Linked DNA regions of Mus musculus: region 1 is linked to region 2. The links are chromatin contacts, called in public Hi-C maps. All regions are on one chromosome and are shown on one strand. Each heading gives the region's core, a stretch centred on a gene start, on an enhancer-like site or on the middle of the called end of the contact. The rest is flanking DNA. Distances are from core to core; before and after follow the strand shown.

Region 1 (6,971 bases), core at 1,126-3,625, 430 kb before region 2:
CTCCCCACTGGTGGTCATCAGCCAGGGCAAGATTGTCCTGGAGGACGGCACACTTCATGTCACTGAAGGCTCAGGACGCTACATTCCCCGGAAGCCCTTCCCTGACTTTGTGTACAAACGCATCAAAGCAAGGAGCAGGGTGAGTGGTCTTGCAAGCTTTTAAATATCGTGGGCTGGTCTCTACTCCGCAGATATCCACTAAGCACCATGAGTCAGAATACCGAGATGGGGGCACAGAAGGATAAAGGAAACCTGACATTTTCATCCTGAAGCTTAACCAGCTGCTGGGTGAGTCTGGGATGATTAGAGCTTTGATGCTGAGTGTGGGGTAAGGACTCACCCAGAGGAGGGAAGCACTGCTCTAGCATCATGGAGCAGGATGACAGGGAAGATGGACAGTTGGGCTTTGAAGGCTGAGTAGGAGTTTCTCAAGCCAAAGGATGGAGATAAAGATACTAGAAGATGGAATATGACCTGTGGAAGATGTACAGTGTGTCCAGAGCGTGGTGAACATCGCGTGGCTGGTGGTCAGGAACTGTGAGGTGGAGAAGGAGTAGAGCTTTAAGGGAATTAAGAGAGGAGTGATATTGGGAAGACAGTTTTGTCTTGAAAACGGCACGAGACCCTCTTCGCAGTATGATCAGAGGCTTCTTGGAGGGTTCAAAGGTGATGTTGACACGATGGGGGAAGTTCTAAGAAACCAGTTGAGTAACTCATCAGGGAGTCACCTTGGGAGAGCGTTTGGCCTAGAACTTTGGGGGCTGGTTGCACATCTTTCTCTGTTGTACCTGTCTATAATGGGGGCCATATCCCCACACATCATAGTCCTGTCTCGGCTACCTCTCCGTGACACTGAGAAGGTACAGGGAAGATGTCCTCTGTGAATGTGACATAGGCTGTGGGGTGATTGTGTGTTTCAGCTGGCTGAGCTGAGAGGGGTCCCTCGTGGCCTGTATGACGGACCGGTATGCGAGGTGTCTGTGACGCCCAAGACGGTGACTCCAGCCTCATCAGCTAAGACATCCCCTGCCAAGCAGCAGGCACCACCTGTTCGGAACCTGCACCAGTCTGGATTCAGCTTGTCTGGTAAGGCCAGGGGGTGGGCCGTTCCGGGTAGGTTCCGCAAGCTCTGTGGAGCCAGCCGGAGGCTTTTGGCTCCACTGCTGCGGAAACCGAAAGGCTGTAAATGGCAGCTGGGTTTCAGAATCTTCAGATCGGTTTTTGTGCCATGCCATGCTGAGACACCCACCCTGTGAGTGAAGGGCCGTTTCCTCATCTGTCATGTCCGTTGTTAAAGAATGTGGAACTGGGAGTTTCAGCAGTCTCACCTTGCTCAGGCCTTCCGTGTGATGAGTCGCAGCAAGGTTCCCTGTGGAGTTGCTGTGACATCCACTGCTACACCCTCAGTGGTGAAACGTAGATTTCTGTCTTGGAAACATCCTGCCCCTCTTTCTTTTGGCCCACAACAGGGCCTTTCCTCTCTCCCCCGGTGCCTTGAACTTAGACAGCGTAGTTCATTACATAGACTTTCCTTTTCTTGTCCCATCTGCTGGATTTTATGAAGTGCCATCTGTGCCCATGAGGAATGAGGAACACTTCAGGGTGTTTTGGTTTAGGAGACAGACCCTTAAGCCCTGTTGTCCTAAAGTGTGAGATCAGTCACAATGCGTATTCCCATATCATTCGCATAGACAGCACAGGTTGCCAGTCTGTTGTGTAAAAGAAATGATTGGGACTGGAAGCTAGTTTGCCTCTTTAAAAATTGGAAAAATATGTAGATATTGAACCATGTTGTGACTAAGACCAAAGTCCAAGCACAAAGTGTGGGCAGGGACAAATGGCTCAGCAGTTAAGAATGAGCTCACATCGTGTTGGGGACCCAAGTTTGCTCCTAACACCCATGTCTGGTGGCTTACAACCATTTAGAATTCTAGCTCCAGAGAAGCCAGCGCCCTCTTCTGGCCTCCTCAGGCACTGCACTTACGTGTATAGCCCTCCTTCTCCACATACACAGATACACATAAATTAAAAGTAAAAATAAAATATTAAAAACCAAAATGCAATACTTCTATGTTTCATATACATATAACCCAGTCATGAAAGGGATTTGAGACAGTATTTTTAATTACATCAAGTTCCACTACAGTTAGTCACATCAGGTCAAGTGTGGAATTTTCCACTGGTCACATCCTGTCAACCCTCAAATAGGTGTAGAGTTTAGAGCATTCTGGGTCTGGGAGCTTCAGATTCAGGTTCTTTATCTGAACCATCCATTCCTCCTGCGTGAGAGGCGTGGGTCAAAAGAGCCATACTCTCTAGTACCTTGCATCGAGTCTAGACTTCCCCAGGGAGAGGAAGTCACTTGTAGGCTGAAGGCAGGCCCTCCTACTTCCTGTAGTTTGAACTTCCTGTAGTTAGTGAGGTTTGGAGAAAGAGGTCGGGACATGTGTGCTTGGTTCAGCTTTTTTCCCCCCAGGATTGTTCCTGGGCATACCACAGGAGTCTGGTTTTATTTCTAAAGACCCTCACGCTCACTCGTTTCTTGTCTCTTCTTTCTTCTCTAGGTGCTCAGATTGACGACAACATTCCCCGCCGCACCACCCAGCGCATCGTGGCACCCCCTGGTGGCCGTGCCAACATCACCAGCCTGGGCTAAAGCCCCTAGGCCTGCAGGCCACTTGGGGATGGGGGATGGGACACCTGAGGACATTCTGAGACTTCCTTTCTTCCATTTTTTTTTTTTTTAAAGAGCCTGTGATAGTTGCTGTGGGCAGCCAGTTCCTGGGGCTTCCTCTTGGGCCCCCTGCACTCGGTCTCCCCTGGAGTTTCTGAATTCTCTCACCCAAGTCCCTACACAGTCATGAACACCACACCCAAGCCTAGCCATCCACCCCACACGGAGCTGCATCCAACATGCAGACATGCGCCACCAAGCAGATCCCAGCAAGGGTGCCCCAGTCACATCCTTGGCCATGCAGTTAGCACCTTCCTGTCATGGGGAAGATATAGTGAATTGCCCTGAGCTGCCTTCTTTTCTTTTTAAAAATTTTTAAATAAGGTTTTCTTTGTGGGACTGGGGAGGGGTGGGGAGGGTGGGAGAGATTTTTTTTTTTTTTAATACTAAATTGAAAGCCTGATTCAATATTAATCCTCGGGTCTTGAACTGGACATCCTAATGATGCAATTATGTAACCATTAAGCTGATTCCGAGGCTGGCAGGCTAGGGCCGCCCCTCTGGAAAGGTTCCATGTGTCTCCATCCCCATCCCTTACTCTTCGGGTCAGCTGTTGAGAAGAGGCGGGTTTTCTTCATTGGCCTAGATTTTGCGGCAGATTAGACCTTTTGAAGGTTCTCCACCATTTTCGTACGTCTCCTGTCCTGGTTTTTTCTTCTGCACTCTTGGAGAGATTTAGATGTTGGTCTCCTGGTTTGTGTTTCTCCGAGACAATGCTCTTTTTTTTTTTTTTTTTTTTTTTTTTTTTTTTTCCTCTTAACTCTGTCTGCTCTTAAAGCCAGGCAACCCAGTTTGGTCTCAGGCATAGCCTGAGCAGATCTTAGTTTTGCCCCCACCACCATAGTTTTGTGCTATCCTAGTTTCTGTTAAGATTGGTGCTATCCAATTCCCATCACTAGGAGGTGGCTGAGCTTGAGGCTTGCCAGACACAGGAATGGCCCCGATTATGTCACCAATATTGTCACATGTGGGCCAAGAATAGAGTCACATGTGGTGGAAAGATGAGGAGTTAGGCTGTAGAAGTGACAGTTTCCAGTCAAATCTGTAAACCCAGCCCCCAAGCTGAGACCAGTCTCCCTGTGGCGGAGCCAGCCAAGATGGGGCCATTCTCTCTGTGGAGGAGCCCCTTCCAGCCTTTGTCAGGAAGTGTCTTTGGGGATTCTAGAATGTTGGGACTTCTCAGTGTGTGTGTTGTGGTGGGGGAACTTTTTTTTTTTTTCTGTACAGTTTTTTTTTTTTTTTTTTTTCTCAAAAGGTCTAACATGGTGGTGGAAGGTAGAAATCTTTGGGATACTTAGACTTCAAGTCTTTTACAAGAGGGACAACCCTATTTTGGGAAACAATATCTCATGGGAAGAAAACTGTACACACTGAACGCATAGCCCGCTTAGAGATCACATCGCCTCTTAGAGACCATGTCACCTCCTATCTGTCACCCTTCCTCTTCCTGTCACAGTGACAGGTCTTCACTAGCTGGCTTCTTTCTGTACTTGCTGACTTCTGTCATATTTCTTTCCAGATGTGTTTACAGGTCCCTGTAAGCAGTGTTAGGTCCATAGGCTTTTATGACTCCAGTCTGCAAGCAGTGTTAGGTTGACCTCATAGGCTTTTATGATTCCAGTCTGCTGGTATGAAGCAGAGCATCAAAAAAAATTCGTGATTCCTTGAGTGTCCACACGTTTTGTCTTTGGGGGTTAAGGGTTGGGATTTTGGGTTTGTTGTTAATTTTGTTGTTTTAAAGGTAAATTGCACTTTTAAAAATTGGTTGACTTAATATATTTGCTCTTTTTTTTTTTTTACCTGCACTTAGAGAGGAAATTTGAACACCAGAAACCACTTTTTTTTTCTCCCTGTTTATTTGTTTGGATTCTGAGAAACTTGCAGCTCTTCACCATTTACTCCTGATGTTTCTTGTATGGGGCCGTGGCCCTTTTGGTTGTTTTTGGTCATTTTCTTAAAAACACAACACAACACAATACAACACAACAGTTTTAAACCTGAAGATTTCCGCAGTCCGTGTAAGCATGTTTACCCGTTGGCTCGCTTTCTGTGTCTGTTAAATGAATGTCATATGTAAATGCTAAACTAAGTCAACAGTGTCTCAGAACTGAATAACTGCAGTGACTTGATGCTCTAAATCATTGTAGGATTTACCGCTAGATGGTTTTGAACCCTTGAACCTGTGATTGTGACCCATGAGGGGGGACCTTTCAGTGCTAAAGCTGATCATGTGTGTAGCCAGAAAGGTACTTTTTTTCTTTTAATTTTTGTTTTATTTTTTGTAACCACTGTCTTAATGGCAAAATAATTATGGTAAAATACAAGTCTCGTGTTTATTATTCCTTAAGAAGTCTGTGTTATATTACCACGGAACACCCAATAAAGCAAAATGTGGTTGTTTCAGAGGTGTGTCTGTATTGAGACTCCCACAGTGTGTCGGCCTCTCCTCTGACGTGATGCATGGGGAAGCCCTGGCCTGGCTTAGCCTTGGGCTTGGTCCAGCCCATGAGTGCTCACCCCCATGCTCATCCCAGGTTCCTGTGAGTATCCTGGCTACAGGATGAATTCTCAACCCATGTAGTGCCATTCCTGGGGGATGAGGACCACGGAGGCTGAGGATCATCAGTGTCTTAAAACCCCATCCCGGAAAGGCAGTGAGCATCCCGGAGTGCCAAGCCAAATTTGAACCTGGGGTTCAAGTGGGGCCACAGAAGGCGAGGTGGGGTTTTAGTCGAGGTGCTGGGCTTGCTTCTCATGTGTTTACTCTGGGAAATCTTCTCACTACATGGGTGCAGGGGAGAAAGAGATTGCCTAGAGTGTCCCGACACCTCAGTGGAGGTGCTGTCGAAACCAGGACCAAGGCCTAGGCTTCCATCATCAGCTCAGGATGGAGGATGCTGGTGGGGGTGAGAGTCAGGCTGGGTTTCTGGGTATCAGTTTGCACAGTTCCTTGCTTTGAGTGCTGTTGGTTCTGAATGAAGAAGATGTGTGCTTTGGGCATCTTGTGCCTATCATATGTTAGGGATGGTTTACCCCCACCCCACAACATCCTATCATTATTATCACTATTTATTATTGTCTAAACTGTATATGAGGCAACACACAGAATTACACAGGCCCAGCCTGGTGATTCACAGGGGCAAATGCCAAGCATTCCGGAGGGCGAGGAGAGACTGGGTGACATAATGAGATCATCCCTTAAAAAAGAAAAGAAAAGAAAAGAAAAGAAAAGAAAAGAAAAGAAAAGAAAAAGATGACGTCATCCTTAAGGCAAGAAGACAGGAAAGCAGGAGGCCCCAAGTGGCTTAGACCAAGAGATAGCTGCTTGGATCCTTCACACACTCGGCATGACCTATGATGGCTAGTTACAACATTGAGCCTGGTTAAGGGTGAAATAAAAGAGAGTCTGCTTCCAGAAGGAAAGGCCTGGCTTCTTCTAGGAGCCATAAAGTAGAGTGTGGGGGGTGGCTTTGTGGTCAGGCATGTGGGAAGGGGGAGCATCAACTCTTCTTCAACCACGAGGAACCCACGTGAGAACAATGACGACCTCGCATTCATCCCATCATTCCCCAGACGCCCTCCACACAAAGAAGGGCCTGTGCACCTTGTAACTTTCAAGTCCACAGTCTACTCAACCCCTTGGGGGTCAGGTTTTGCAGGATAGACCCCAGAGAGGCCCATGCAGGCCCTGGGAGGTGGTTCTTCTTGAGCAGGGACTTAAAGCGATCCAGGTATCCCAGCTTGAAGTCCATGCTCTGGATGATAGCATCTCATCAACTGTCGGCCACTCCTCTTGAATGGCAAGAGATAAGCTAGAGGAGGGATTTTCCACCATACCTGAAGGTGGCCCAGGTAGCTGGTGGCATGGTTAAGTCCAGTCAGCCATGTCACTGTTGGTATGCTTTAGTCTAGACACATGCATGAAAGCCCAAAGAGGCCAGAAGGGAAATGCTAGGACATATCTAAGTCATGCCAGCTTGGAGGATGTGCTCAAGCCTCACACTGCCCTGAGCAGAAGGCTCCATCCTCAGGCAAGCAAGGTTCTGTAGCCTGCATTCTCTTAGCAGAGCACAGCTGTCTCTTCTCCCATCAGCTGGCATGGGGATCCACTCCACGACGCTACTGAGCAGGAGTGGATTGAGAAAACCTAGCTCTCAGTATGGGACCTGGCAATGGTCTCTGGGTTCATTCCCCAGCTTTCCTCACTCTTTGGTGAACCACAAGCCAGGAAAGAAGT
Region 2 (6,797 bases), core at 106-2,605:
ACTTAAGAAAAGAGGACTGGAGAGACTCCACCGCTTGACTAGGTAGGCACTGTGTACTCAGAGGCCATGGCTGTACTCAGATGCCTGAGCTAGAACAGGGTCACTCACTGCCAGCAAAACGTTTTGGTAGAAGGAAGGAGAAAACTAAGCCTACAAAGAAAGAACTTTCTTTTCCCGGAGACCACAGGAACTAGCAATCCCAACCTGGGACCAGAAAGCAGAGCAAACAGAAATAGGTAACAGATGTCGTGATTTATTTAATCAATATTTAACTGCCGGTAACAGCAGGAACTGAGTGTCTTCTACAGAAAGAGCCATGTGAGCAGCTCAATGATTAGGGATTGAGATGAAAGACCCAGATGTCTTCCTGATTCGTGTTGGGAGTTGTTTGTATAAAATCTGAAAGCTACATGCAAAGGACCCATTCTCAACCTGTGGGTCAGGACCCCTTGATGGTAGAACAACCGTTTCACAAGGCACCTAAGCCCATCTGCATATCAGATATTTACACTATGATTCATAACTGTAGCAAAATTACAGTTATGAAGTAGCAATGAGATATTTTTATGGTGGGGAGTCACTTACAGCACGAACTGTATTAAGGGGGTAGCAGCATTAGCAAGGTTGAGGTGCGGTGATCTAAAGGAATATACATGTTACAAAACAAAAAGCAAGTGTTGTCCTACTGACTAACAAGTCAGATAAACTTGGAATAGCTGAATATGGAGGTCATTGATTTTCATGTAGGTTGTTAATTAAAGCCGTTAATTTGATCCACTAAGTATTTAAAAGAGCAGCTCATTGATTATCAGTGAAATCTAAGACAAACTGTCATGGGTAATGAAAAGATCCTAAGTAGACGGCAATTGCCAGCTTTTAAAATAACTGGAGGTTTGATCGAAAGGAACCCATGAGTGTAAAATTGACTGAAGGGGTTTTTAAAAAATATGAATAAATGCCAATACAAGTTCAGCCCACACAACAGAAGCGGGACAAGTTGGTAACGGAGTAAACGCTTGGAACAACAGCAGGCAGTGTTTATTGTCAATTTGACAGTCTAAAGTCACCTGGAAGATGGGCGTGCTATGGAGATTATCTTTATTGCATGGGGCAGGAAGACACGCCCACAGGGGGTGGGGCCATTCTCTGACTGAAATCTGAGACTGTAAGCAAGGAAGAAGTGTGCTGAGCAGTGGCACCTATGCCTTCGGTCCTTCCCCTCTGCTTTGGACTATGACTACTAATGTGACTATCAAACTCAAGTTCCGGCCTTCCAGACTTCCCTGCAGTGATAGGCCACGATCTGGAGGTGAGGGCTAAAACAGACCCTACTTCCTTAAACTGCTTTGCTGGGGTATTTTATCACAGCAACGGGAAAGGGAACTAACACAAATGGTAAATAGAACAGTGGCTGTTGTGGAAGACCGTAGGGGTTGGCCAGAGCCAGGGACCCTCCCCTTTTGACTAATTATGTACCTCCCATGGAAGAAACAAGCTGATCCTCTCCTCCTAGGTCTCCTCCTCCTCTTCTTCCTCCTCCTCTTCCTCTTCCTCCTCCTCCTCCTCTTCCTCTCCCTCCTCCTCCTCTTCCTCTTCCCTCTTCCTCTTCCTCCTCCTCCTCTTCCCTCTTCCTCTTCCTCTTCCTCCTCCTCCTCTTCCTCCTCCTTATTTCTTTTGAGGATAATTTGATTCTTGTACAAATATTGCTGCCTTTGTTTGACTTTGGATTTGGACAAACCTAGAGTCAAAAAATGTCCCCTTATTTATACTTTACAAGTTGTCCCATATGAGGCAAGGCACCTCCAGCCTTCATCTCTTCTTGGTAAAATGGGGCTGGTAAAACCCATCTAGTGGGCTTTAAGGCTTAAACTTAATCAAGGATTCAATAAATAGCAAAGTGACTGACAAGGAGCTGGACACTTGGTTACTGTTGCCTGTCTTTTAAATGTTCCTGCTCCTCTCATGGTCCCCTAGCAATAAAATCCAGTGGCCTTCCGGAGTGTAAAGAGGGGTAAGTCACAGGAAACGCCTTCAACATTTGGAGTGGGTCTAAAACATTATCAGCCTAGCCAAGAGTGTCAACTGGTGCATTCCTAAAGCTGTTGGCAGCCACTGCCCTAGTGGACTAGGGCAATTGTTCTTTCCACAGTTTGAGAGGACCAGACCTCCCTTTTCACAATGAAGTGCAGGGAGGGTGACTCCCCTCCCCCACCCGAGAGGCAGTATGTGTGAGCAAATTCTCAGTCCTTTTTTTTGTTGTTGTTTTTAAAAATCTCTTTTAATAAGTTCTGTTTTATGATCAATCACAAGTAGGTTATTCATGGGAGAGGAGGTGCCTCTCTGGGGAAAATACACTAGCAGAAGATTGAATTTAAAGCATCAGAAACGATGTGACAAGATGTAAAATAATACTATGCTAACCTACAAATGACTTATTAATGCTGTGGGCCATGTCTGGGGCGTGGCCTCATTTACCCAATAAAATTTATGGATGGATAAAGACATTAACAATGAATAATTTCAGTCTGTGGTATCCATGGATACATAGCTCAATTGGAAACCATTTCTTAGGAGTTCATAGGCAGCCATTAATAACCATTGAGTCTTGGCCACACAGCCTTTGACAGGCTAGCTTATCAGAGCTCCACGCCTTGCTGGAGAGACTTATGTGAGCGCAAGGCTACAAGGAAACCTACACTTAATGAATGTCTATTAACGTCTTGAGGAGAAGATGAGGAGTGATTAGCTGAGAGAGTTAATGAATTGTCTGTTTAAGTGGGTTTACGAGGCAAATGAGCGTGTGGAGGTGAAATAGGACATCCAAAGACGTTCTGGCTCAAGTACACTGTGAACCTCTAAAGCATGAGCATGCAATATTTCCCGAGCTTGTCAGATGAATGGAGCCTTTCTTCTCAGAGAATTTTAATGAAAACCACATTGAGAAATGTGGGGAATGGAGATAAAACATACAGAAAATGTAAACAAGTCAGATAAATATGGTGCACTTGTGTGCATGCATACAAATTGTGTGTGTGTGTGTGTGTGTGTGTGTGTGTGTTTCTCTCAACAGGATACTTTTATCCCATAAATAACAACAGCAGCAGAATAGCTTCCTAAGCAGGCTGCACCATACAGCATTTGCATGACCTCAGTTTGCCTGCCATTACCATCAAAGGAAGAAGCAATCCGATAGCTCATTGGCATCAGCTCTTGCAAAGCTATAAACATCCCAAGACCCCTCGTCACCATGGCAACCTTATCCCTAATTACCAACTGTAACAGCTATGGTTGCAGTCGCCTCTTTTGTGCAAATTTGTCCTGGAGAATTCTGGGCGGTTCCCGTAGTAGAAACAGTACGAACGCCACCTGCTGGTCATATTCCTGTACTGCGCTAGCTCCCTGTGATCTCTGGGGTCCAAAGTCAAAGCCAAGAAAATAAAGCAAGATGAACAATCATCAACTCCAGAAAAGGGGTTCAGGGAGTGGGGGAGGTTTGGGGGAACGAGGGGTCACGAGGGAAAGTGACTGTGTGTAATTTTTACAAAAATAAACTTCCGTTCTTATCTTAATAAAAGTAAGGGTCCTGGAAACAGTGACAAATCTTCAAAGCATGATAGAAAGCTGAGATGGGAACATAAAAATTTGAATGTGAAAACACATGTGTTTGATATTAAGAAATGTATTGGAGTCCGTGTGAACTCCTAGCAGAGACCTGCTTTAAGTGCATTAAATACTGTCAACTTGCTTTAAGATGGCAGTGTAGAAGCTGGGGAGACCCTCACCTGCAACCCCTGCACTTGAGAGGCTGAGACAGGGAGGAACTGGCATTGAAAGCCACCTGATGAGTGAGATGCAGATAAGCCTGTGAGATGTAGCAAGACCCTACTGCATAAACTTAAATGGCAAAATGTGTCTAGAAAACTGCTAAGTGTGATTATCAGATATGAAGATACACCAGACTGTCACAGACCAGCTTAGGGAAATTAAAAATCGGAGCCCTGGGGTGGTGGGGAGGAATGCCCATAAATTCCCCTGGATGCTTATTCGCTTAGGATAAAGTCCTATCATCTATCGAAAAATGATACTATTAACATATGTTCTCTTTATTTTGTTATTATTCTTTCTCCTGTTTCCTCTGTAGTAAAAACATTTCTGAATTTGTATTACACAATGGTTAAAATTGGTTTTTTCTATGTTGATTCCTATGCATGTCAGAATTCTGATGTGCAGCATTCTCTAATGTCAGTATTTCTGTGTTTCTTTCTTCCTCCTCTCAGCCCACATTGTGTCTTAGTTCTTGTTACCCTTGTCTTTGATTTGCTTCATGGCTTCTTGAATTTCCACCGCAGAATCTATTGACATTGGTTTTCTTTTCCTTTTATATGAAAATTACCATTTCTCTCAGAGTAGCCCACCTGCCTGTGCAACTAAGTGTAATGAGAGCCATTATTTGGTGCTTTGATCTTTTTTCACGATTCTTATTGGTTTGGGCGGGGGGGGGGGGGGTTGGGGTTTAGAGGGACAAGGTCTCAGTCTGTCCCCGTGGCTGACCTAGAACTTGTGAACCTCTGCCCCAGTCTTCTGGATGCTGAGATCACAAAGGCACATGGCTGCCTTAGGCTTCTGAGATCACATACACACACACACACACACACACACACACACACGGGGGGGGGGGGGAGTGGGGAGTTAGCAGGCCTCTGTGCAGGTTTTTCCCGTGTGTTTACACATCTTTGAACACAAATAGTTTCTGTGCCCCGAGGTGGAAAATTCTCCTTTAACCCTTTCAGTGCCCTAGAATGTCTGAAGAACCATCGGCTCCAAGACATACAACAGCGATGCGCTCCGCCACCCAGTGATGCACACAGCCTAGGTGACAGAAAGTGCAAGGGGAACACCCACAAGGAAAAAAGAACCCTAGAGTAACCCCAGAGGCAAATCCTCCTGATCCATCCACTGTGTGCCTCAGCAACATTTCCTCCCACAGATCCTGTGCTGGTTTTAAAGGTTGGTGTCCCCAGAGGGCTGCCTGAGGCCTTTCCCTTGTTTATGGTGTGTTGTTTGGTTTGTTTCATTTGTTACTATAACTCCAGGAGGTTTGACCTTTCTTAAAATGAGAGCACTCAGGCCAATCATTCAGTCCCAGTGAAGCTGAGCTCCAGTAGGGAAAAGGCCACAGCCCTTGAAGTTTCTCGTGGGAAGGAGATAGGGCCTTTATTTGCCTTTTTCATTAGTTTGACTATATTTTATCTGTTTGTTGTTTTGTTTTGTTTTGTTTTGTTAGTATACGAAGTGATTGGTCTCACTATGGGATCCTCAGACATACTTTGATGTGTGAATCCTTGTCCCTGTCTCCTCCCCTGCCCCATTTCCCACCCCCTCCTCCACACTCTCACCCCTTCTCTGACTCCCTTACTCCCTCCTCCTCCTCCCCCATCTCTCTCTCCTCTCCACCTCCTTCTCAGTCCCCTCATCTTTCATGTCTTGTTCTGTAATCCTCTTTCTTCCTCTTCTCTCAACCTCCCTTAATATCTTTTCCCCTCTCGTGGGTCCCATTCTAGTTCCATGACCCATACACACACCCTTACGCTGAGACACACACATAAAAATGATGAGAGAAAGCATGCAATCTTTGGTTCTCTGGGTCTGCGATGTTCCTCTGCTTACGATAATAATTTATAGCTTCATCCATTTCCAGCAAGTGCCATGCTTTTGCCTTTCTTTAAGACCTAATAAAATTCCATTATGTATGAACCATATTTTCATCATCTGCTCCTCTCCTGATGGGCGTCTAGGCTGGCTCTATGTCCTGACTATTTTAAACAGGACAGTGGTGAACACAAATGAGCCTGCATCTCTGGAAGAACTTAGAGTCCTCCTGATGCTGCTGCTTGGGACCCTGGAATCTACCAGAAAGGTCTGTTGGAACCATTTGACCTGCCCTAGCCTCGGGAAGATAAGAAAGACAAGTGGAGCAACTGCCACCAAGCTCTTGGCTGACCATGATGACTGTCCGAGTCAGCATACAAATACAACTCTCAACAGAACAAGAGATAGTTCATTCTGGAGCCAAATGTGAGTGATCACAGCCCCAGGTACAGAGATGTGGGAGACCTCAAATTCAATATTCCAATGTGGTAAGAGCTTTATGAAGTTTTAAGGTATCAGGACTGTGAAAGTCGCATATTGAGGTACTTTTCGAACACATTGGTGGAAACATTAGGTGGATGGGTTAACGCAACGCAGGCATGTCTTTGGTGGTCTGAAGTTAGTATATTTGGGGTACTGGAGAGATGGCTCAGTGGTTAAGAGCACTGACTGCTCTTCCAGAGGTCCTGAGTTCAATTCCTAGCACACACGTGACAGTTCTAATACCTTGCAAAGGTTTTATACATTAGTCACAAAGATGTTGGGTGAGACACAGAAATGGGTAAGGAATGGATATTGGGGGGGGGTTAAAGATAATCCTAAGAAAATTACAATTACTTCCTGGAAAATTACAATTACCATTCCCACTCCTCCCCAGCCAGTGAGGTTCTCCTCAGCTAACATGACTTATAGAAGGTTCATTGGAAGGTGGGGAACTTCTGAAGGTTTCTTTCAAATGTGGTGGAGGGAAGAGTAAAGGCAGAGAACCAGTCAACCTCACAGGAACATAGAAGGCACTTTTATGTTCTTACTCTCCAGCAACTGGCATGAAATGCAATTCCTAAATTATATAATTTCCCTTTGGCTTTTCAATGAAGCATAAATCGCAAATTACATGTAACACTTTTACTCCAACAAGTAAGCCATTT

The links. A called contact is a pair of places that touch in the nucleus more often than the background predicts.
Region 1: a contact with region 2 is called in a Hi-C map of bone marrow-derived macrophages, with 24 read pairs. The contact joins two enhancer-like sites. A contact is called at or near these places in 1 of 39 promoter capture datasets (embryonic stem cells), 7 of 15 datasets of contacts at CTCF or cohesin (CD8 T cells, the G1E-ER4 cell line, embryonic stem cells and 4 more), 102 of 484 Hi-C or Micro-C datasets (the AML12 cell line, the AtT-20 cell line, B cells and 57 more), 21 of 115 datasets of contacts at active chromatin or transcription factors (SST interneurons, astrocytes, a beta-TC-6 cell line and 15 more) and 5 of 9 other capture datasets (adipose tissue, embryonic stem cells, embryonic tail and 2 more).

Annotation. Positions count from the first base shown.
Region 1 is chr14:66,801,030-66,808,000 of GRCm38.p6, reverse strand. Dpysl2 (dihydropyrimidinase-like 2) reads left to right here. Exons shown (of 14, transcript NM_001378767.1): 12 at 1-139; 13 at 921-1,086; 14 at 2,565-5,137. The coding sequence ends at 2,656. Among named protein-coding and RNA genes, the nearest start is that of Gm5464, 64 kb to the left of the region's middle. Within about 2 kb of position 2,375, at least 36 of the 459 cell types and tissues checked have an H3K27ac peak or open chromatin away from gene starts, as enhancers often do. A contact at or near this core is called in bone marrow-derived macrophages, where this site is marked.
Region 2 is chr14:66,374,604-66,381,400 of GRCm38.p6, reverse strand. No RefSeq gene overlaps it. Among named protein-coding and RNA genes, the nearest start is that of Stmn4, 34 kb to the right of the region's middle. Within about 2 kb of position 1,355, at least 26 of the 459 cell types and tissues checked have an H3K27ac peak or open chromatin away from gene starts, as enhancers often do. A contact at or near this core is called in bone marrow-derived macrophages, where this site is marked.